Linked DNA regions of Mus musculus: region 2 is linked to region 1. Evidence: chromatin contacts called from public HiChIP or PLAC-seq data. All regions are on one chromosome and are shown on one strand. Each heading gives the region's core, a stretch centred on a gene start, on an enhancer-like site or on the middle of the called end of the contact. The rest is flanking DNA. Distances are from core to core; before and after follow the strand shown.

The links. HiChIP or PLAC-seq counts read pairs in DNA pulled down with a chosen protein or histone mark.
Region 2: an H3K27ac HiChIP or PLAC-seq map of microglia shows a contact between it and region 1, with 2.9 times the contacts expected there. The contact joins two enhancer-like sites. A contact is called at or near these places in 1 of 39 promoter capture datasets (hippocampal neurons), 9 of 484 Hi-C or Micro-C datasets (CD8 central memory T cells, the HPC-7 cell line, Th1 cells and 6 more), 18 of 115 datasets of contacts at active chromatin or transcription factors (the HPC-7 cell line, bone marrow-derived macrophages, differentiating embryonic stem cells and 12 more) and 2 of 9 other capture datasets (adipose tissue and liver).

What each region holds. Positions count from the first base shown.
Region 1 is chr13:52,844,028-52,851,023 of GRCm38.p6, forward strand. The region is part of intron 6 of Auh (AU RNA binding protein/enoyl-coenzyme A hydratase); the gene reads right to left. It overlaps Gm33315 (a long non-coding RNA gene), which reads left to right. Exons shown (of 5, transcript XR_003950688.1): 5 at 765-1,288. Among named protein-coding and RNA genes, the nearest start is that of Gm33315, 18 kb to the left of the region's middle. Within about 2 kb of position 5,469, at least 61 of the 459 cell types and tissues checked have an H3K27ac peak or open chromatin away from gene starts, as enhancers often do. A contact at or near this core is called in microglia, where this site is marked.
Region 2 is chr13:52,959,162-52,965,973 of GRCm38.p6, forward strand. The region is part of intron 2 of Gm40950 (a long non-coding RNA gene); the gene reads left to right. Among named protein-coding and RNA genes, the nearest start is that of Gm40950, 8.2 kb to the left of the region's middle. Within about 2 kb of position 3,385, at least 9 of the 459 cell types and tissues checked have an H3K27ac peak or open chromatin away from gene starts, as enhancers often do. A contact at or near this core is called in microglia, where this site is marked.

The sequences.
Region 1 (6,996 bases), core at 4,219-6,718:
ACTGCAGCAGATGCCCTTTCATGCAACAGACACACAGAGCTGTGTCAGAGGCTTCAGACAAAGCCTTCTCAGTAGACCAGGCCCCATGCTCACACACCTGACTTTCTCTATGTGTCACAATCACATAAAAATAACTGTCATATGTAGCCTTCGATCTGTGACCAGCTGAGTATCTGAATGATCTCTACCATCCATGCTTTGAGCATGTTGTAAGGCAATGGGTGCAGAGAGTCCAATGCCAGAACATATGAGGAGAAAAATCAACTGGCTGATGGACAGACGGACGGACAGATGGATGGACAGACAGATGGCAGAACATCCTGAACTACCCAGTGCCTGGCTCCTGCCGACACCTCACTTAGAAAAACTAGAATGTTTAAGGACTGGACCAAAAAACACAGCTTACACATCAGTTATTTTCACAAGGTCAGCTAGGCAACTGGCAGCAAATGAGGCGATGTAAGGCAGCTTTAACATTTCAGAATTCGTTACTACAAGCCTTTCTAATAGTGCCTATACACTGTTAGTGGAAGATACACTGGAGTTTCACATATTACAGACAAAACAACGCTTCTTAAATGTTTCTATGTACTTTTCTGTCTTTAACAAAAAGTATTTGCTGAGATATCGTTCTCAGGGTCTTAGCTTCTCGTTCTGTGATTTCTGGGGCTCTAACCCAGGACCTTGTTAATTGTGGTGAGAGCCCGGCCTCAGAGCTACACCCTAAGCCATAATCGGCCTCATGTCTTTTAATGTTCTAAAAGCACAATGCTGCCAGCCAGATGGATGGTCCTCATTCTGAAAGCTATGAGAAGACAGCCAAAGCGCACTCTGACCATTTCCAGCCACTACCCAGCAGCACAGAGTGCTCTGCACCACGAGCAGTCTGCAGGCTGAACTCCAGGAGGGTCCTCGGGACATCCAGAGAACAAATGGCTACCTCACGATAGCTGCTTCTTACCCAAGCCAAGTGGAGTCTGCAAGTCTCATGTAAGCGGAGACCTTGCAGGCAGCAGGCCTCTATCATCGACATATCATCCACGTGGCTTGAAGCTCTCGGGGGCAGCAGCCAGGAAGAGGGAGCCACTGAAGCCTGTATGGCACCAGCTAGCTCCCTCAAGCTGCCAGCATAAGGCGCCATGCCACTACATGCCTGTGACCATGTCTACTCTCCCATGTGGTGCTCCCCCACTTCAATTCCTATTTACATGAACTTGTTATAGATTATCTCAAGTATCAAGAGGCTGGGTCTCTTTCTGTGATGAATACCAAGTCTACCAAATAGAACAGGTGTTTTGTTATGTTTTGTTAACATGACACAGAGGAACCCGGCTTTAAGGAGCCCTGCCTGAGGTTCTCGGACACAGCGGCTTTGCTGGAAGCACAACTTTCACACTGACCATAGCTGACTGCTGGCATGAGCTGTCACAGGGCCAGGCCACTCTGAGAGCTCTGCTTATCACTGTGTTCTGTGTTTTCCTTACATTTAAAAAGGTGTGTGTGTGTGTGTGTGTGTGCCTCTGTGTATGTGCCTGTGTGTGTGTGTGTGTGTGTGTGTGTGTGCGCCTCTGTGTGTGTGTGCCTTTGTATGTATGTGTGTGTAAATGGACATACAGAGACCAGAGGATCCCCCCTTGTAGCTGGGTGCCACCATCTGGGTGCTGAAAACTGAACTTGGGTGTCTACAAGGTAGTACTCATAACTGCTGAACCATCTCTCCAGCTCCCCCACCCCTTACATCTTAAATGTTGAAAACCAATTATGCAATAATATTTCCAAACTCTTTACTAAGCTCTTTACCGAGAAGAGGTTTCTTCATTCCTATGGCCAGATGATAGGGCTGTGGTAGTCAGCTATGGTGCACTGCATAGGACTCTACCAAAGAAAACAACATCTCTCGTCTCCCAGGTTCTGTAGGTCAGGAACCCAGGAAGCTGTGCCTGTTGTCTGGCTCCAAGCCTCTCGGGGTCGCAGGCCTTTGCTGCAGGCTCCCTCTGCCTCCAGCCAACATTCTGGGTCCTGCCCTGATGTGCAAGGTGTGAGGGTTGCCTCCTGGCATAGTGTGACTCAGGAGAGGTAAGATACAAGGGAGAGAGAGGTCCCAGTCTAACAACCTCTCCAGGGGATGTCAGCCCACCGAGTAAGCCTCTGGGGCTGATCATCCCATCCAACAGGGCAGACCATGCAACACCAACAGGAGTCCCTTCCTCCATTTCTTTCTAGAAAACCTTCAGAGCTTTCAAAAGCCAACAATGATCCTCGTCCTTCCCAGGCTGAGGAGGAAGGGGAAACAACGTGCTAACGAGTCCTCTTTAAAACACAAGGAAATGGGGAGAGAGTAAGGTGAGGGCACAGTTTCTGGACCTGCCCATGACAATGAGGAGTAAATGACGTGTCATGCACACATGATGCAGTGCATACATGTTACATGGTGCACACATGTTACATGGTACGCACACATGATGTGGTGTACATACATGACATGGAGCGCACACATGACATGGTGAGCACACATGATGCGGTGCACATGCATGATGCAGTGTACACATGTTACATGGTGTACACATGTTACATGGTACAATGATGTGGTGCATATACATGACACGGAGCACACACATGAAGTGATGTGCACAGCACACATGCAAGCATGCATGACCAAGTGCACACACATGACACAGTATGCATACATGACATGACGCAGTGCACACATGAAGAGCTATTACTACATTTGCACTGGAGGTGGGTGGGGGAGCTTCCCTCAGTGAGGCCTAAGGGCTTAAGACACGGCCAGGCATCCTTAGGAGCAGACACATACTCTGCCTCAAACCTAACCACTACATACTTTCTTCTCACAAATGCCAGGCGTTACCATCCAGCCAGCAAAATATTATTGAAAAAAGGAACATGGAAAAAAATTAATGTTTCCAAAATACCACCAAACAATGACTCAGAGATGAAGACATGAAGAGTTTAATTTTTCCTAACAAAAGTAGGTCATACAGCGAAAACCGCAGGATTCTGGAATAGCAGAATTATCAAGAACACAAACTAGCATCTGATGAGAGCTGCCTACACACCACACAGCTACGTCCGTGACAATCCCAGAAGGCCGAGCTGTCACTGTGCTCACGTGTCACACTGAAAACCTAGGCTCGAAGAACTGCAGTGACCAAACCGTGTGTGCACACACGCGTATGCGTGTTCACGAGTGGATGGTGGGAGATCGGGGTCTCTTGCTTTACCTCACCATCAGGGGCCAGGGCCTCACAACTCCCCATCTAGTTCTCCTTGGATGGACAGAGGCTCAGCGAGCATAACGAAGGGAAAGTCTGAAACTGACTGCGGCAGCCCTGGAATGTCACGGACAGTGGCAGAAAGCTTTGAGTGAAGAGCTGAGCTCAGATCAGCCAGCAAGCGCTGCTGGAGGGGAGAGGGGCGTCATCTGCGCCTCTTGGGGGGCAGCCTGCTCCTCACACACTGCATGGAAACATACCCTCCCTACTATGCATTGCTTTAAGGCCTGGCCATTGTCACACTGTCACTGTGAACTCTCTGAGGTCATGTGCTTGGGAACAGTCCACGTGGAGTTGCCGGCCGAAAAACAGAGAGCAAAACGAGCAAATGTCCACAAGCACCAAGCTCCAGGGGTCACCGGGATGGACCGACCAGTCAGGGCTACTGGTCACCAGGGAAACCACTAGGCTCTCTGTGGATGCCTGCACAGGAAAGTCTTCCTACAGAGGCAGTCCGCAACTGCTTTGCATTAAGAAAGCTGGGTGAGCATTCTCTGGGGCATAGTCTGGCAAGATGAGGCAACTCGAACTTACTGGAAACATTATTTTTGTAAACCATATCCAACTACTGGTCAGGTTTTCAAAACTCTGAGTCATATCTCAAGAAAAACAGAAAAGCAAGGCAAACAACATTCTACAGTTTAATCAAACACAGGAACAAAATGGACCACCGAGCACCTTAATCCTCACCTAAACCACCACATGGGAAAACCCATGCCTAACACGAGTGCCAGCTCCCTGTGCCTACCCCAGGCCGCACCGCCAAAAGGGAAGCCCCCACCCTCCCCATCCACAGTTCCCTTTCCGAAGCTCGGCTCCCCAGATGAGCGCAGCATCGTGGGAAACTCAGAGGTAGTTCATGGGTTGGCAAGGCTGCAGTTTGGGCTCATGCTTTTGCGCTTTGATATTTTGAACTCCTTTGGAGCACACCTGGAGGTTAGCCTAAGGCTGGCGCGTTTCCATTCTGCCCACATCTCACGACCAGCCCCTTAGCTAGGCTGCTGAGTGTATGGGTGGCAGGCCGGAAGACAGGGCAGTACCATCCCTGCCACAGTGCCAGCCCATCCTCTGAGTTCTACACCGCTGGGGGTTGGGGGCTGTGCTTACCCAGGAGCACACCAAGGGGACTGTGCATCTCCCCTGTGACCCAGGCACTCCACTCATTATGGCGCCCACAGGAATACAGGAGCAGATGAGAGAGATGCCTTCACAGATGTGCTTCCTGTAGCAACAGTCACAACAGCCACGCCATGGCCTCAGCACTGGTGCCATCAGCAGAGAAACAGATAAAGAGGGCCTGTGATAGGCATACACTGGGGTGCTATTTGGCCATAAAGAGGAGCGAAATCATGGCATCTGCCACAAGGTGGATGGAGCTAGAGATGTCACCCTAAGGGAAATAAGCTCGACTCAGAAAGACAAACACTGCATGCTGGCCTGCTCACGTGCTCCTCTCATGTGGAAGGGGGGACATGCAGAAGGGACTACCCTACAAGAGGAAGTGGACTACCAGGAAAGAAAGGGGGACAAAAGAGGGAAACAACCAAAGTACACCATACACACACATCCCACACATACACATATACCACACCACACACACACACACTCATACACACACATACCATGCATACACATATACAATATATACACACACATACACATATACCACACACTGAAATACACCACATACACACCAGACACATACCACACACATGCACACACATACACACTCATACACATATATACCACACATACATACTTATATACCACATACATACATACGCACATATACACATACTTATACCACACACATATACACCACATATACATATACCACACACCACACATACACCCCACACATATACCCACACACACCACACATACACATACACTGCACACACACCACATATACACATATACCACACATAATACACACACAACATACACACACTTATACCACACACACAACACACACACACACACAGGCACATACACAGAATATCAACAGAACCCTAATCACGTAGAGTGAATACATGCCACCTGAAAACAGGAACCCGCTCCTCAGTCACTAATCTCCTGTGGGTGATTATGGTGACACAGATCACAGGCCCAGTCACGTGCTCAGTGGTCACGTGAGAGGTGTGCATGAGCTGAGAGGGGCAAAGCCTGGATCCTGGCAGCTCCTCCCTCCACACTGCACCCACCTCAGGCTGTGGAGACTGTCACTACCCTCCCTGACCAGGCTGCTCTTGCTCCTGCTTACAGCCACAGCAATGATGCTCCCGCCATGTGTGAAAGCACTCGTGTGCAGACCCAGCCAGGGTTGGGCTCTACCCGCAGGTGTTCTTCTTTCTGGCCCTGTGTCAGCACCAGCCTGCGGGAGGATGCCGGGCACAGGAACCGGGCCTCCCCACCCAGCTGTCCTACACAGTCTGGCTGACCAGACACGTGAGTGGGCCCAGACAATGGCACTTGCTCATAATAACTGGAACCAGTAACGCATGCTTGTGCGCTATCAAAACCAAACTGTGTAAAGCTTAAGAAGACAAAGGGGGAAACCAGCAAACAAGAGAAAAGCATTGCCAATGGAAACATTCAGACAAGGAACCGATTCCTCACAGTCAGAAATCCTGAAACAGAAACTAGCAGGTTAAAATGGAAAGAGGGCAAAGCCTCAAACAGACGTTAAAATGCCAATCTGGCTAGGGAAGAGAGGTGAGAGGTACATAGACGCCGAACGGCCTAGTCATGTGGCAGACCAGCATCTACCTAAGGTCGGGGAAGGAGGCTAGCAGGATCTCCACAACCCCTTGGAACTCCTACCCTTCAGAGTTCAGGCTAGTCCAGTCTTGGGGACGTGCTATGTGACACACTGTGACACAGTACGCAAAGCTTTCTCCCGTGACATTATTTGAACTGCAAAGAAAGGAAAACAAAGTCCATGTGTACCTACACAGGGTGGGGTACACGGATGCTGCAATGGAGGAGAAAGCAAGGGTGATGTTCCTGCAGCTGTGAAAATAATTGTGCGGGAGACTCACACAGACCACTGTCACAGACCAGATTCTGCCACACTGCTCAGGTGGAGGGACAAAACTCTGAAGTGTTCCCTAAATTGTGTCTACCATTTCACAGGCAGTGCATCAAAGTTCCAGATGCCCCACGCCAACAGCAGTGCCCAGCCCTGACTGCAGATGGCAGCACCTAAGTCTGCCCAGCCATCGCTCTGACCATGGCATCTGCATGCGAGTCTATACGCCCGTGACTGCAGAGACTCAGTACCTCCTCATGCCCTTATCTGCCGCCCTCCACTTAGGGAGATGTGCTCCAATCTCCTGGCTCTTTCTTCAACCAGTTGTATTTCCCTCCTAGTGAGTTTCAAGGGTCCTTTGCATATTGCAGGCACAAGGTCCGCCATCAGTCAGGCCCCTGTAGTGTACACATCCACCCCACCCTTGACCCAACTCCACCCTAACAGTATCTTCTGACAGCAGAGGTTTTTCCACTTAGATGGATCTGGCTGCTGCCCTGCGGGTCAGGGGAACGGTTCCAGGACCCCTGGTTTAGCTGCAGGTAAATTCTAATGTCCCTCATGTAAACAATACAGTATATCGGATGGATGCCAATTCTCCTGCACGTGCACAAGCTGTTGGGGGTGATTAGACAAATGCGACACTATGCAGGAGGTGCCGTACTGTAAGGT
Region 2 (6,812 bases), core at 2,135-4,634, 110 kb after region 1:
TGATTCAATGTGTCATTCTGTTGCAGTGATAAACTCTCTGACCAAAACAATGTAGAGGAGGAAAGGGTGTGTTTGGCTTATACTTCCAGGTAGTTATCTATCATGGCGGGAAGTCAGGGCATGAAGACAAATAGAAATTTAAAGCAGAAACCATGGAGGAGTACTGCTTGTTGACTCTCTCTCTCTGGTTTGTTCAGGCTTGTGGCTAACATGCTTCCTTACACAGCTCAGGACCACTCGCCTAGAGGATGGTTCTACCCACGGTGGGTTGGGTCCTTAAGGCAATCTCGCACAGATACTGCTACAGCCCAACCTGTTAAAGACAATTATTCAATTGAGCCTCTTTTTTCAGTTGATTATAGGCTGTGCTGACATGTTAATGCTAATTAGGATATGTGGTTTATCAAAGTCCAGGGCTCCTATACTTGCTGAGTGAAACCAGCCCTCATAGTATGGCTTGGGGGGGGGGGGATGCCAGGGGGTCGTTCCTGCAGTAAGGGAGCTGCTTTACTCTGAAGAATGTTGACTGAGATATATAGTCCAGCAAAGGTGTAAAAAGAATACCCAGAAGTATCCGATCTATTAGTTACTGAAAAAACTGAGGAAGAGTGACTAAATATTTTTACCTGTTTCCACCAAGTTGTGGAAAGAGTTTCAAGTCACACAGTCTTTCAGGGTCCTGAAACTGTCCACCCACAGTGGGTCTCTTTAGTCTCTCCATCCTCCAGCTTGACCCTCCTGGACCCCTCCAAGGCACAGGCCCCACTCCTCCATCCCTCCTTCTTTTCTCTTCAAGGCAGCTGACCATTTTTTTTGTCACTGGGATTCCTGCTCTTGTCTTAGTTTCTTGTCCCTGGAAACCCAACAACAAAGCTGTAGAACCAAAGATGTCTGCTCATTCCTGGGTTACTGGTCTCCAGGCGTCTTCCTCTTCCATTTCCATTGTGCCATGTTGTTGTCAACAGCTTCCTTATCCTACTTTCCAGCCTCCTATTTTCTCCTACTTCTTCCTTGTTTCCTTCCCTCCTTTGTTCTATCTATCTATCTATCTATCTATCTATCTATCTATCTATCTATCTATCTGTCACATATATTTATTTGTGATATGTGTGTACATGCCCATGTATATGCTATCGCACATGTATGCAGGTCAGAGGACAGCTTGCAGGAGTTGGTTCTCTCCTTCTACCATGTAGGTCCTGGGGGAGGGGGGGCGGGTCAAGTTCTTGCTGTCAGGCTTGGCAGCTGGTGCCCTTACCCACTGAGCCATACTGCCAACCCCACTCTGTCTTCCAAAGGGACCTTATTCTTAGCCAACAGAGTTTTGGGCTGTCTTCAAACACTGTCTCTCAAAGTCACCTTGCTCTTCATAAGCGGTTGATGTAGCCTTGGATGCACTGGGGACACTTGGCTGAGCAGAAATGTGTTCTGCTCCCCATCAGCAGCCCTGGGGGATCTCTCGCAGGCTGCTCTGTCACCTCCCACAGTTACCTGCTCATCCTTATCTATCTCTGTCACTTCCTGAATTGAGGCTTTCTGTCTGTCCCCTAGAATCCACACTAGCTTCTTCTATAGGGCACCTACAAAGGTTAAGGCCAGCTGTATTTCAAATGTTTTTCTCATGACACCCTACTTCCCCTTTCTAAGACTGTAGTTCATAATCCAGAATTACCATAATCCTCTACTCTTACCGGTATTCTGGGGGCTCAAGTGGCAAATGTTCCTCATTTGAAATTTTCTGGCCCAAGTGGAAATGGGATACAGCCCAGATCCTTGGTGACTAAATAACTTCAATGACTCCTGTCCCTTTCGGCCATCTGAGACTATTAGCAACCCTCCAACTAGGAAGGTTTTCTAGTCTTCAAAATTGACTCTTATAGCTATCAGGTGTTTTGTTTTCTTTTCTTTTGTTTTGTTTTTAAAAATCTAACGGTGTGTGTGTTGGGGGAGGGGGTGAGACAAGAGTGTCTAACTCAGTCTGACCTCAAACCCACAATGTGTCCCAAGAACGGCCTTGAAGTTCTGATTCTCCTGCCTCGGCCTCCTGTGTGATGGATGAGATTACAGGTGTGAACACCCATTCAGGCAGGGTTTATGCAGTACTGGAGATGGAACCCAGGGCTCTGTGCATTCCAGGCAAGCTCTCTATCACATAAGCCACATTCCTAACTTCTAACAAGACATTAAACTTTTTTTCTTTTAAACCAGCAAAATGCCTGTGTGGCAGAAAGGTCTCAGTGGATGAGGGCTCAATTGTTCAGAGGGCCATGTGTGTAGGCAGCCACCAGAATTCACACACAAGTTGAGCTGGTTTTATTTTTTTGAAATAGTTCCTTCTTTGCAGCTAATAGACAAATGCATTATTCAACTATCATACAATAGATAACCAGTCATTTCAACCCCAGCTTCCTGCTGCTCTTCTTCATTCTGATGGGCTCCTGTTATGAAGTCCCTGCTGGCCTTGAATTTGCAATCCTCCTGCCTCTGCCTCCCAAGTGCTGGGATTATAGGTATGTATCACAGTACTTAGCTTTAAGGGCTCTCTTTCTACTTCTCATGAAAAAGCCTTCCTTTGTAGATCCCCTTTGCCCTTCTGTCTTAGTCAGGGTTTCTATTCCTGCACAAACATCATGACCAAGAAGCAAATTGGGGAGGATAGGGTTTATTCAGCTTACACTTCCACATTGCTGTTCATCACCAAAGGAAGTCAGGACTGGAACTCAAGCAGGTCAGGAAGCAGGAGCTGATGCAGAGGCCATGGAGGGATGTTACTTACTGGCTTGTCTCCCCTGGCTTGCTCAGCCTGCTCTCTTATAGAACCCAGGACTACCAGCCCAGGGATGGCACCACCCACAAGGGGCCCTTCCCCCTTGATCACTAATTGAGAAAATGCCTTGCAGCTGGATCTCATGGAGGCATTTCCCCAACTGAAACTCCTTTCTCTATGGTAACTCCAGCCTGTGTCAAGTTGACACACAAAACCAGTCAGTCCACCCTCTGAAGTGCCCCATGTAGGCTCCTACCCTCTCTCCTCATCCAGGCACAGGGCTTGGATCCTGGACACTGTACTGTTCGCTTCTGGGAAAGCTTCTACAAGAGACTGGCATAGTGGTCATTCTTTCTGCACAGACTCCGTTGCTTGTGGTATTGGTCATCAATAGGAAATCCTAGAAATTCATTTTGTGTGTGTGTGTGTGTTCGGGGGTCTCATATGACCTGAAACGTACTAAATAGCTGGGAATGATCTTTAACCCCTGCTTGTATCCTTAAACCATTCACATAGAAAGCAAGTTTTAGGTGCTGGAGAAACGGCTTAGTGGGTAGGAGGAACACATGCTGATCTTGCAGAAGTCTTGAGTTTGGTTTCCAAACTCAGAACTGCCTGTAACTCCAGCTTCGAGGGAACTGAAAGTTCTGCAAAGGTTCCTGCACTCATGGTGTGCACATGATACACATACGCATAATTAAAAATAAGTTAAACCATAGCAGCTGTTATTACACGACTATTGTTCTATTCCCTATCAGTTGTTGATCATCCTGTACTGTGTTACTTTTTTTGTTTGTTTGTATGTTTGTTTGAGACAGGGTTTCTCTGTGTAGCCCTGGCTTTCCTGGAACTCACTCTGTAGACCAGGCTGGCCTCTAACTCAGAAATCCGCCCGCCTCTGCCTCCCAAGTGCTAGGATTAAAGGTGTGAGCCACCACTGCCCAGCCACTGTGTAACTTATAAATTAAACTTTGTATAGGGAACTTTGCAAGTGTAGGGAAGATCCAATCTGTGTCGAGTTGGTCACTTCCTATAGCTTCGGGTATCCACAGGGACTGTAAAAGGTACAATATGATCACCTCCGTAGGGTCAGGGCATGTGATAGGAGCAACTCTAACCAATCAAATCCCACACGGTGAGGAACTGATGAAGACAGGATACACACACAGTGAGGAGGCCATGTGGAGGACCTGTCTGCATTCCAGGGAGGAACTGTCAGCTATCCCTCTCCATGCCTGAGTGTTGGGGTTGACCCACTGGGGAGCACCTTTGGGTGTGTCTGGCTGTGCCTTCCTTTCAATCTGTAGCAACCTAAGAGCTGCCTGTTGGATATTCCTGAGGCTTCTTGGTGCTCTGAGGTGTATAGTCCCTATCTTTTGATAGTCATGCTATACATAGTTGTAAGTCTCCTTGCTTGTGTGTGTGCATGTGTGAGTGTGGCCAGAGGCCAATGTCAGGTGTGCTTCAGGTGTCATCTACCTTATTTTTTGAGACAGGATTTCCTCTCTGAAGCTGGTAATTATCTATTAGACCAGGTCGGCCAGCCAGTGAGCCCCAGAGATCCCTGTGTGCCCTCTTCCCAATAGCTGTGAGACTACTGGCTTGCACCACTGAATCTGCCTTTCTCTTCCTCCTCTTCTTCCCCCCTACTTCCCCTCCTCCTCTTCCTCTTCTTCCTGCTCTTCCTCTTCCTCCTTCTCTCTCCCTCCATCCCCCCCCCCTCTTCTGAGACAGTCTTTCTATGTAATCATGGTGCTCACTATATAGACCAGGCTGGCCTCGAACTCACAGAGATTCATCTCTCTGCATCCCAAGTGCTGGGATTAAAGGCATGCACCCCTATGCCAGACCTTACATCTGGGTTTTCCTGTGGACTCTGGGGATTCAGGTCTTCATGCTTGCATACCAGCCCTTTACCAACTAAGCTCCCTCCCAACCCCATTTTCTATCATTCTGGGGGACTCTGGGGAGCAAGTGTGTGGGGGGGGAGGGCTGCAGGGATTCCTGTTAGCCTGTAACATTAATGCTTGCTTACTGTACAATTTCTTTGGGTCTTCACATATTGATGGGGTTCGTTTGATTTTTAAGGTATAACACTGAGATAAGGGAGGGTCTTGAAATGCCAAGGCAAAGGGACACCAAGAAGAGAGATAAAATGATCAGGGTGGCACCCCTAATGACTGCTTCTACTTGTCAATAAATCTGGGAGACAAGCTGGGAATGGAAGGCCACACCTGTAGGACTACACTCCCGAAGCCCAACCTGAAACACTAGCAACCAAGTTTGGGAAGATGCTGTGTTAGTAAGAGGTCAACATTCTTCTTCATGGTTCTGAGTGAAGAAAAATATTCTTTGGAACAAAAAGGTTTCCCCTTTGTGTGCCTGGTCTGTTCCTGATGCCCTTTGGTACCCGAGTGTCAGCTCGTCATCTCTCTGGATAATTGACTAGTACTTTTGTTAACGTTTGTCACTCTTGATGCTCCCTGCCCACACCTTGTCAGGAACCATCATGTTTTGGTATTTATGAATGTGTGTGTGTGTGCCCACCATGTGTGTGTAGGTGTCTGAGCTAAAAGAATGTTATGTCTCTTGAGTTCCAGGTGGTTGTGAACAGCCCAACATGAGTGTTGAGAACCAAACTGGAGTCCTCTGGAAGAACAGTTAAGCAAAAACACTTAACCGTTCTGAGCCATCCCTCCAGATCCTAGAGAATGTTCTCCATCCAAGTCCTAACCAGGCCTAACACTGCTTAGCTTCTGGGATCAGATGAGATTGGGTGTGTCCAAGGTAGTATGGCCGGAGACTGCTTTCTGCTGTGCCTCTGGCTGCTTTTGCAGAGACAGGGGACAAGTGTTTGCATGTGTCAACACAGATACAACCTCCTATTTCCCAGGGCTCTAACTCACACAAGCTTCAAGGAATCCCACTCCCCTCCATGCAACTGTTTGATTTTTTTCCCCCTTACTGTGACTTTCATTGTGTGGTGCTGAGGATTGGATCCAAGGCCTTGTACGTTTGAGTTTAGTACTCCACTGGCATGCTATGAGCCCAGCCCCGGATACCTCTTACCATGTAGGAAAACCCTACATGCTATGTCTACTGTACAAACAGCTCATGTTGTGATCCATCCTGTCCATTCTGGGCTGTTGAAGTATTTTGACTCTGTTTTGTCTGTGAGCCTGCTTCTCTGCTTCCCAGTGTTTGTGGGTGCCTGTCAACTGTCTCAGGCCTCAACTCAGTCTGTAACAAGATTTGAGAAAGGTAGAAGACCTTACCAAGACATACATTTCTCTAGCTGGAAAAACCTGGATGAAAGTGAAGACCATAGCTAAAAGACCAAAGTAGGCCAGTGTATGTGTGCTTATGTGTGCTTATGTGTGCTGGTATTTAAGGAACACTCTAAAACACAAAGCACCTTTGTGTTAAATATGAAGATGCTGAAAACATAGCTAGAAGAAGCACTCCTGGATGTGGAGACTCTGAAAGTCTCAAAGCGATCACACTGTCCACCTGCTTTCCCTCCAGGTGCTGGGGTTGACATGGGCACAGGTAAGAGCAAGGTTGCATCAGTGCAATATTCCCCCCATACCCAGCACAGAAAGATCAGTATGGAGACAGAGCTTGGGCAACGAGTGACCTACCAGGAATGTTGTCTACCACCCCACCCACTCCACTAGAGAGACACAGGACACCAACCACCCACACCTAGGAGCACATGGGGCTCGTGACACTTGCTTCTTGGGACAGCAGAGAATTCTGGACAAATAACCAGGTGTGGTCTGCTCTCCAGCTGGCTGGGATTATGCTTTCTATACCTGTGTGTTTTAAATTCTAATATCCAAAAGATAGAGAGGCTAGAAGCACTGGGCTGGACTGGATGTGGAAACTCAGAATATTTCTCATTCACAGATCTTTTCTCCCTCCTGAGAGGTGGTGGGATGGAGCCTAGGGCCCCACACATGCTAGGCAAATGCTCTGCCACTGAACTATACCTTGAGCTATGCCACAACTGAGTCTTTTAACAAGTCATTAAATATACTGGATA